2 separate regions of the Bombyx mori genome follow, and region 1 is linked to region 2. Evidence: chromatin contacts called from public Hi-C data. All regions are on one chromosome and are shown on one strand. The core of a region is the stretch at or near the end of the contact, and the rest is flanking DNA. Distances in the headings are between cores, read along the strand shown. Region 1 overlaps LOC101738331 (amyloid protein-binding protein 2). Region 2 overlaps LOC101738331 (amyloid protein-binding protein 2).

Evidence for each region. Hi-C and Micro-C count contacts between places; a contact is called where the count stands out from the background.
Region 1: a Hi-C map of whole pupa shows a contact between it and region 2, with 6 times the contacts expected there. The contact joins two enhancer-like sites. A contact is called at or near these places in 4 of 7 Hi-C or Micro-C datasets (midgut, an unstated tissue and whole pupa).

What each region holds. Positions count from the first base shown.
Region 1 is chr8:15,013,051-15,017,427 of ASM3026992v2, forward strand. All of the region lies in intron 1 of LOC101738331 (amyloid protein-binding protein 2), which reads right to left. Among protein-coding and RNA genes, the nearest start is that of LOC101738331, 9.9 kb to the right of the region's middle. Within about 2 kb of position 2,376, at least 1 of the 8 cell types and tissues checked has open chromatin away from gene starts, as enhancers often do.
Region 2 is chr8:14,979,652-14,984,476 of ASM3026992v2, forward strand. The region is part of intron 1 of LOC101738331 (amyloid protein-binding protein 2); the gene reads right to left. Among protein-coding and RNA genes, the nearest start is that of LOC778459, 32 kb to the left of the region's middle. Within about 2 kb of position 1,315, at least 5 of the 8 cell types and tissues checked have open chromatin away from gene starts, as enhancers often do.

The DNA.
Region 1 (4,377 bases), core at 1,126-3,625, 34 kb after region 2:
AAAAGCAAAACCTTAACTGTCCCCTTCATACTCATAAGCTAGACCGCGCGAGAGAGAGATGGGCAGACTTTTCATGATGCGCATGCAGTGTGACGTCACGCCACGCGCTTATTCACAAACACTACACAAGCGCAACGTGTGAATGTGTTGAACGCGAGCTACATGGTAGGCGGAGTGAGGGGTGTGAGGTTTTTTTCGTTACGGAATTTCATGATTCGGTTGCCGCGCTCAAGGCCCGCGATAAAATCTATGCAATAGCTTAAATAGAAAATAAATTTTAATAAATTTGAATTAAAAATAGTGTAACAAAAAATGATTTTATTGTTAAAAAGGTCGGTCCTTAATAAGTATACCAAATTTCGAGTTAATCCGACGTTAAGGGAGTCAAAATCGTGTTCAAAGATTCCGTTACAAACATACATACGTCTGAATCTAATGAAAGCATATTTTAAAAATGAAACGTTTTCAGAAGACTTAGGTTTTTTAGGTCATAAATGTACGAGCGGTTAATCACAATATTACAATTGTTTACCGTTACGGTGGCCTGCGGTGAAACCAGAAGTTGATCGCGAACATATTTTATGAGTCATAATGATCATCAGATCATTGAACTCTTGTCGCAATACTAAAAATGATATTTGTTTAAAACGCCGATAACTCGACATGTCATAGGTGTATAGGCATTCATCGGTGTTGTTTACATAAATACTAGTTATAGTTATAAGTTACGGTTTGACCTGAATCTCCTATTTAACGGGAATGAACTATTATAATAATGTAGACAGACAGAAAACAATAAATATTCATTTACTAAACTGAGCCCTGGCTCTGTTGTACCTAGTAGGTCGTTCATAGTACTAAATAGATATAATATCGATGCCCGATCTTGCTGACCGAATGGTAAACAGTCGATGTCGCCCTAAACGCTTCATTACGGATCCTCCCGATCCATTAACCGTGATTTTAGGCACCACAAGCACCGGTCCTCGTCCTCGCCGAACCCGTCACTTGCGACGAAGGGTTCGACGAGTGAATTAACCCATAGACACCGCCTACTGAGTTTCTTGCCGGATCTTCTCAGTGGGTCGCGTTTCCGATCCTGTGATAGATCCTACGAAGCACTGCTCTTACTAGGGTCAGTGTTAGCAACACTCCCGGTTAGAGCCCCTTGAGCTCACCTACACGTCAAGGAGAAGCTGAAATAGCCTCAAGGCTATAAACATCGGTAGAAAAAAAAAAATAGATTCCTTATAATAAACTAAAGCGAAACAGAGTTTTGATGCTTTTTATTTACTTTCAAACGGCTTATTTTTGTTTTTAGAATCCATTTACTCTTATAGGGAATCCTACCGAAATTTCTGGAACCGAAAAAGACATGTGGATGGAGTATATGAATGACGATATGAGAGAGAGAGAGAGAGGAATGAGTTTTGAGATGACGGTTGATAAAAGAGAATGGAATAGAAAAATTCGCTGTGTCGACCCCACCTGGTGGGATAAGGTGGAAAAAAGAAGAAGAAAACGTTTGTCTGTTCGCGGATATTCAATGAAGTTGAATCTTTAATTTCGATTTTGGGACCACAAGGCATATGAGTGACACAGTACCGACAGCAAAAACAAAGTAGGACTAGATTTAACTAACCCGGTACGGCGATGCGGTGTCTGGGGCCAGCAAGCACCACAACCGCAAAACGTGTGCACCACGGTGAAGGAATAGCATCGTGTAATAAAAATCAAACCCGCAAAATTATAATTTGCGTAATTACTGGTTGTAGGACCTCTTGTGAGTCCGCACGGGTAGATACCACCGCCCTGCCTATTTCTGCCGTAAAACCGTAATGCGTTTCGGTTTGAAGGGTGGGGCAGCCGTTGTAGCTATACTTGAGACCTTAGAACTTATATCTCAAGGCAGGTGGCGCATTTACGTTGTATATGACTATGGGCTCCAGTAACCACTTAACACCAGGCGGGCTGTGAGCTCGTCCACCCATCTAAACAATAAAAAAAAAACGGCCTTGCCTCCGACTTCGAAGTCTCAAATTTATCGGAACAATCCGTGCCATTTGTACTTCATCATCGTTCCCTCACTGCTGAGGATTGCGACCACATGTGACGCTCCTCCATAGTGTTCGGTCATAGTAGCCATGGACCGCTTTCTTAACCAGATCTGACCACCTATCTGGTTTGACGACGGCGCGCTTGCCTTCTATGCGATCCAAAATTATGAGCTTCTGTTATTCATGTCTGGGAGACTACATGTTGTATTCGAAGAAGCTCATAACGCGCCATTTGTGCACACGAGTATTATTACTTCGCGTATAAAAAAAACAATCCATAGAAATCCGAGTATGTTTGCGATACGACCGACCTATCATAACACACGTGCGTTTTGTTTTATTACAAGACACGTCATACCTTCATCGTTGAAGTCGATCGTGAACACATACCAGATAATAATATCTATTTTGATTAATTAAAATAAGCAATCTATAGGCGAGAATTTTTAATTTGATGTTGAATTGTTACTGATATTCTGAATTTTTTATCGCTTAAATGGGTGAACGGGCTCACAGCCCACCTGGTGTTAAGTGATTACCGGAGCCCATAGACATCTACAACGTAAATGCGCTACCCACCTTGAGTTCTCATTTTAGTTACAACGGCTTCCCCACCCTTCAAACCGAAACGCATTACCACGCATAGGTGGTACCTACCCGCGCGGACTCGCAAGAGGTCCTACCACCAGTAAATTCTAATTCTAATCCTACCTCTAATAATACATACCCGATCCTGCGAACCGAATGGTAAGCAGACGACGTCGCCCTAAGCACGTATTTCGGATTATCCGGATCCATTAACTGTGCTTTTAGGTACCACAAGCACCGGTCACCGTTTACGTCGAACCCGTCGTTTGCGACGAAGGGTTTGACGAATAAATTAACCCACAGACACAGCCCACTGAGTTTCTCGCCGGATCTTCTCAATGGGTTGCGTTTCCGATCCGGTGGTAGATTCTGCGAAGCATTGCTTTTGCTCGAGCTAGTGGTAGTATTGTCACCAGGTTATAGCCGTGACCTCACCTACTTGCTCAGTTACGTTGGCATAACCCTGTAAGGTTACTAATTTAATAGAAAAAAAAAGAAGATATTCTATCGTCTCAATGTGAGTGAGTTTTAGCAGTACACGCGAAGAGACCGGTTGCTATCGTTCCGTTGTGTGCTGAATTATACCAACGTCACGCTCATTTCTGTTATTATACAGTTCGCTTTGAAGTTCAGTGGCGTTAATCTCATAATAAAATGTAAACAAATACCAACCACTAGATATTTTAAGGTGTGCGTCCATATTTTTGTGCAATTATTTCATGAAGAAGTCGCCGGTACCTATACTGGGTGTTATCATAAGCCTGCATAATTGCGAAACCGTCGGCTGTTCTGCTTCGAAGGGTGGGACACCCGTTTAACAATACAATTCAGACTTAGACCATACGCCTCAAAGTTTTAATACTTATGGGCTCCGGTAGCCACTCAACACCAAGTAGGCAGTGAGCTAGTTCAGATTTATTCGCAATAAAAACCCAGAAATAATTTTCTGTAAGATCCCTTGCCGAATAAGAATATTCTGTAAGATCGCTTGCCCAAAGGACGTAATGATTTTATAATTACTAGAGGTCCCGCAGTAGTCGAAATTCGACTATAATTAATTGGAATTGTAAGTTTGTACACTATTATGATTCTATTGTCAGACTATTATACTTCTTTATTCACAGATTTCGCCAAGGTAACACTATAAAAAATAATAATAAAGACAAACAATATTTAATCTATTCTCAATTTGACCACAGACGTCAAGAACAAAAGTTTGAAAATAAATAAATAGTAGGTATGCATGCGTGTGTGTGTCAAATACATGGTAGTGTGTGTAATGTTTTCTTTATTGATTTAATGTATCTTTTATGCATTATTTAAAAAAAATATTAGCATTGTGCATTTCTTCTCTATATTCTCTATAAGTGTGGGAAATTTCATACTCCTCCGTCCGCGCAATTTTCGTAAAAAGGGATACAAAGTTTTTGCTTCACGTATTAATATATAGATATTTGCTATGCGAATAAAAATCTCCAATATATAAAGTTTCACCCGGGAAGCGTCTAGAGCTTACCATTCTCCGTACACAGCACTCGAAACTTACAAAACGAGAGTTAGCTGTAATTTCTGACGAGATCAAATCATGAACACTTTCTTTCGTAACAACGTGCACAGAATATTCAATCTTAATGCGAGTACTTTAAAAGCATTATTGCTTACGGTTACGTCCGGTTCACCTTCACCTAAAATGTAAATGTACATAGCGGTAGTCGAGACGCGCGCACGCCTA
Region 2 (4,825 bases), core at 65-2,564:
TACCTGACACATACACTCAGTGTTTTTTTTTTAATGTTTCTTAGCAGTACTTTATATACATAACATATTATATAGGAAAAAGTATTTTTATTTTCGTTAATAAGTTAGTTATAGAGTAAGATCGATAATGTAATATAATAATATGTATGTAAACCGCTGCAATTGACCGTAATTACCTTGATGAATTGAGTGACATTCACACTGCTACTCTCGTACATGAGGACGTCTGAAAGAGTCCGCTTGTTGCCATAACTGATGCGATGCGATCCAAGGGATAAAATTAAATGCTAGTAAAATATATTACTAGATGATGACCGAGCTTTGCTCGGTTTTTTTTTGATAACGCCATCTTGTTGTCTTTAAAGCGGTTAGTTGCCCTCAATTAAGAAAAATAGTATTACTATTCGCCAATAGATGTCGGGAAGAGTTGATTATTGAAAACACGAGTAAAACAACATTTTCTGAAAATAAATCGTAGCTAGATCGATTTATCGCCTCCGAAATCCCCTGTATACTAAATTTTATGAAAATCGTTGGAGCCGTTTCCGAGATTCAGATCATATACATATATATTAATATACAAGAATTGCTCGTTTAAAGGTATAAGATATTTGTAAAAGTATTAAATTATTTTTGGTGTTCCGTAGTAAGACGCAAAAAAGGGGAACCTTTTTACTAACTTCATCCTTTCCATTTCTAACAATTACCATTTAACTTGCCCTTACTTTTGTTAATAAAAATATTTTTTTGGTATAGATTCCCTCACTCTCTTACCAATCTCGAAATATAACGCCTGAGGTTGGAACGTGTGACGATTGTGGTTACTGGAAAGCAGTGAACCGGCAAAAAAAAATGGAAAAAAAAAAGCCACACGTACCTTTTCAGAATCATCAATTGCCAGACAACATTGGCCTGTTCAGTGATTGATGAACCCTTATAAATATTTAAGTTTAATGAACCTTTTTTTTTTCCTACCTAAGCTGGTAGTCTAGAGAGGCTACTCCAACGTAACCTTAACTAGTAGGTGAGCTCACGGGGCTCAAACCTGACGACGATGCTAACACGAACCCTAGCAAGAGTCGTGCTTCGCAGAATCTACCACCTTCCCACCACAGTCAATTTTTCAAGGTTGTCTGGTGGCCGCCGAACTCTAAAGACTTTAAATTCTACTAAATAAAACCAGCAATTAATTTTGCTGTTAATGTTTGTCACAATGACTTCAAAGCAACGACTAGGCTAACGCGCTGAAGATATGTATAAAAAGTACCTAAAATTAAAACGCAGTAGATAAGTTTCGTTGGCAGCACACGGCGAATACATTGTGATGAAACAAACAGTCTACATTCTAATTAATTTATCGCTGTTGCTGTGTACTAGTACGAGTATATGTAATCAATTTGAACGCTTCAAACTGGATTTACATTGCAATCGTAACGAGTTTCATTAAAAAAAAAAAAAAAAACTAATATCCTATTATTTCTTGAAGACTTTTCTAATTGTACTAGAGGACCCGCAGTAGTCGAAATTCGACTATAATTTATTGGAATTGTAAGTTTGTACACTATTATGATTGTATTTTCAACGCCAAGACTACACTATAAAAATATTAATAAAGACAAACAGTACTTAATCTATTCTCTGTTTGACCACAGACGTCAAGAACAAAAGTTTGACAATAAATAAATAGTATGCATGTGTGTGTCAAATACACGGTAGTGTGTGTAATGTTTTCTTTATTGATTTAATGTATCTTTTATGCATTATTTAAAAACAATCTTAGCATTGTGCACTTCTTCTTTATGTTCTCTATAAGTGTGGAAAATTTCATACTCCTCCGTCAGCGCAAATTTCGTAAAAAGGGATACAAAGTTTTTGTTTCACGTATTAATATATAGATTCCGCAGTTCTTTATACTTTGTGTGAAATAACAAATGTATTCTTGTCGTAATTTATATGTAGATGAATATACATATGTATATATGTATATGTATATCTGCGGAGGGACTTCGGTTCCCTCTGTATTTTGTACCGTATGTTCCATGGGGAGTGCTCTGAGGAATTGTTCGAGATGATACCGGCATCTCGTTTTTACCATCGCACCGCCCGCCACCGGAGTAGAGTTCATCCATACTACCTGGAGCCACTGCGGTCATCCACAGTGCGTTTCCAGAGATCTTTTTTGCCACGTACCATCCGGCTATGGAATGAGCTCCCCTCCACGGTGTTTCCCGAGCGCTATGACATGTCCTTCTTCAAACGAGGCTTGTGGAGAGTATTAAACGGTAGGCAGCGGCTTGGCTCTGCCCCTGGCATTGCTGAAGTCCATGGGCGACGGTAACCACTCACCATCAGGTGGGCCGTATGCTCGTCTGCCTACAAGGGCAATAAAAAAAAAAAAAAAAAAATATATATATAGTAAGTAGAGTGTAGATATTTTAGAGATATTTTAGAGTGTAGATATTACCTTAGAGTATACATAAACTATGCTTATGTATACTCTAAGGTAGATATCCTACAAATTAAGTTTTAAATCAAACTAAAGTGCTTAAATACGGTACATATGGACATAATTGAATAGAAGTCGTTGGTAAGCACGGAAAACATATTTTCATAGAGAAATTGTGGCGCTCCGAGATTGGAATTTATTATAATTGAATTTTAACTCGAAAATGAATTTGAATTTTTAATTAATTAATTAATTATTTATTAGAAATTTAATAATTAATTAATTGAATTTAATTTGAAATTATTATAATTGAAATTGAATTAATTTTATAGCTTGACTTATTGATGTATTAAAAAACCCATCAATGGCTTGACTCTAATTATCCACCAACCAATGGTCAGGACTATAACAAGATAAAAAAATGATGAAATATATGTACAGTTTACAAATTAAACGTGATTTTTTGACGTCTCATAGCGAATGGACTTCAACAATGCAAGGGACATAACTAAGTCGCTGTCTACCATTAAGTTTATGAACCAAACCAATGACAACAAGTACGGAGTATGGTTTGCAACTTAAACGTGTTTTTTCTTTAGTTTTCAAATTACTTTTTTTAACGTCTCATAGTGAATGGTTGCTCATGAAATTCAGCAATGCCAGGGACGTAAACAAGTCGCTGTCAACCATTAAGTTTATGAACCAAACCAATGACACCAAGTACGGAGTATGGTTTGCAATTTAAACGTGTTTTTTTTTTGAGTTTTTAAGTTACTTTATTTGACGTCTCATAGCGAATGGTTGCGAATGGACTTCAGCAATGCCAGGGACGTAACCAAGTCGCTATCTACCGCTGAATTTATAAACAACACCAATTACAAACACGTCACCATTTACAAATCTTACGAAGATCTTCTACGGCTCACGGCACGTGTATGCGATGAATAATTTAAAAAAAACCAAACGTCACATGCGAATTGGCAAAACTGCCGTGATTGTGTATTGACCTCGCTTTGTTACCAATGGCTTCGTTTCCGTGCCGCCTCACTGTTGACAGATCGTGTTTGATAGATAGCACCGGTATGCGGTATCGGGTTAAGAATATCGTTCCTGATTGGTTTATTATACATATACTCGATATTACGAGTATAGGTAATATGATGTGCCTTTATGTAATATGTTACGTATTTTTATTTTTTTTGGATTTATTATATTTCTATCATATTGATATTATTTATCCTTCGAGAAATCGAATATACGTGGGTACGTATAAGTACATATTAACTTGGACCCTTTCGTAGCCACATCACTCTGTACGGAATTCTTTAAGCTTCAGTATTATTAGCACGAAAGCACTAAAGGCTCATCTTTGCGTGACCGATAAAAAGTTTAGTAACAAAACTAGGGGCCCAGTTTGTGCAACGGCCGAGCCTGCAGTTGGCACGATAGCATTAGTGGAATCACACTAGTCGGCTTATCAACTAAGCACCATTGCATTTTGTAGGTACGACGATTGACAATTCGATTCGTCACAAACGACAGTGACTTGCCGATGACACCATTTAACTAACCGCATGCGATTCGTCTTTAACCTACTGGGAAACACGTGCGATTTACAAGGAAATACTATTGTTACGATTGGGAAAAATGTAGGTATATGACTAATACAGAACTTTAACCAAACGAAAACCCAACTTGAACAAAAAAAAACGAGAGAATATCATCAACATAGTCGGAGTCAATTAAAATTACATTAATAAAGGGAACTCAAAACCGACTGGTCAGATCTAGTTAAAATATAAATGTGACCGACAACACGTGAGAAGCATCAACTTTCACATAAAAATAAATAGTACCAACAGAATCGGTTCTTAAAGAAGAAATCCTTTAGGTAACACAATAAAAAATTAAATCAAATTGAGAATCTCGTCCTTTTCTCAAGTCGATTAACCAGAGCGTACTTAATCTATTCATGTTTATTAAAATAATACCTAAATGATTAATGTACTATTTTCGTTATGAAGTTGTATATATATTATTATGTACATATTTTATGTCGTAACGTGCCAAATTTTGTGTTTTGTTTCGTCACACAGTGAAATGACCTCCCCTTCAGTGCAATGCCATGGGAACCACCAAGATATTAATGATCTCTTAGTATTATTTCCAAACCCGAATACTATTAGTATATTACAAGAATATAAAGTAAATAGTCTGCTCAGTTCGTTGCGCTGTACTTAGGATTGACTTTTTGGGGCTAGATAGCAAAAATTGTACAGAATAAATACGTTGTATTTTAAGGTCAAATCAAAATAAATTTATATCAAATTTAAATCAAAGACTACATAACAGCCCTATAGGAACACAAAAAACCGAGAG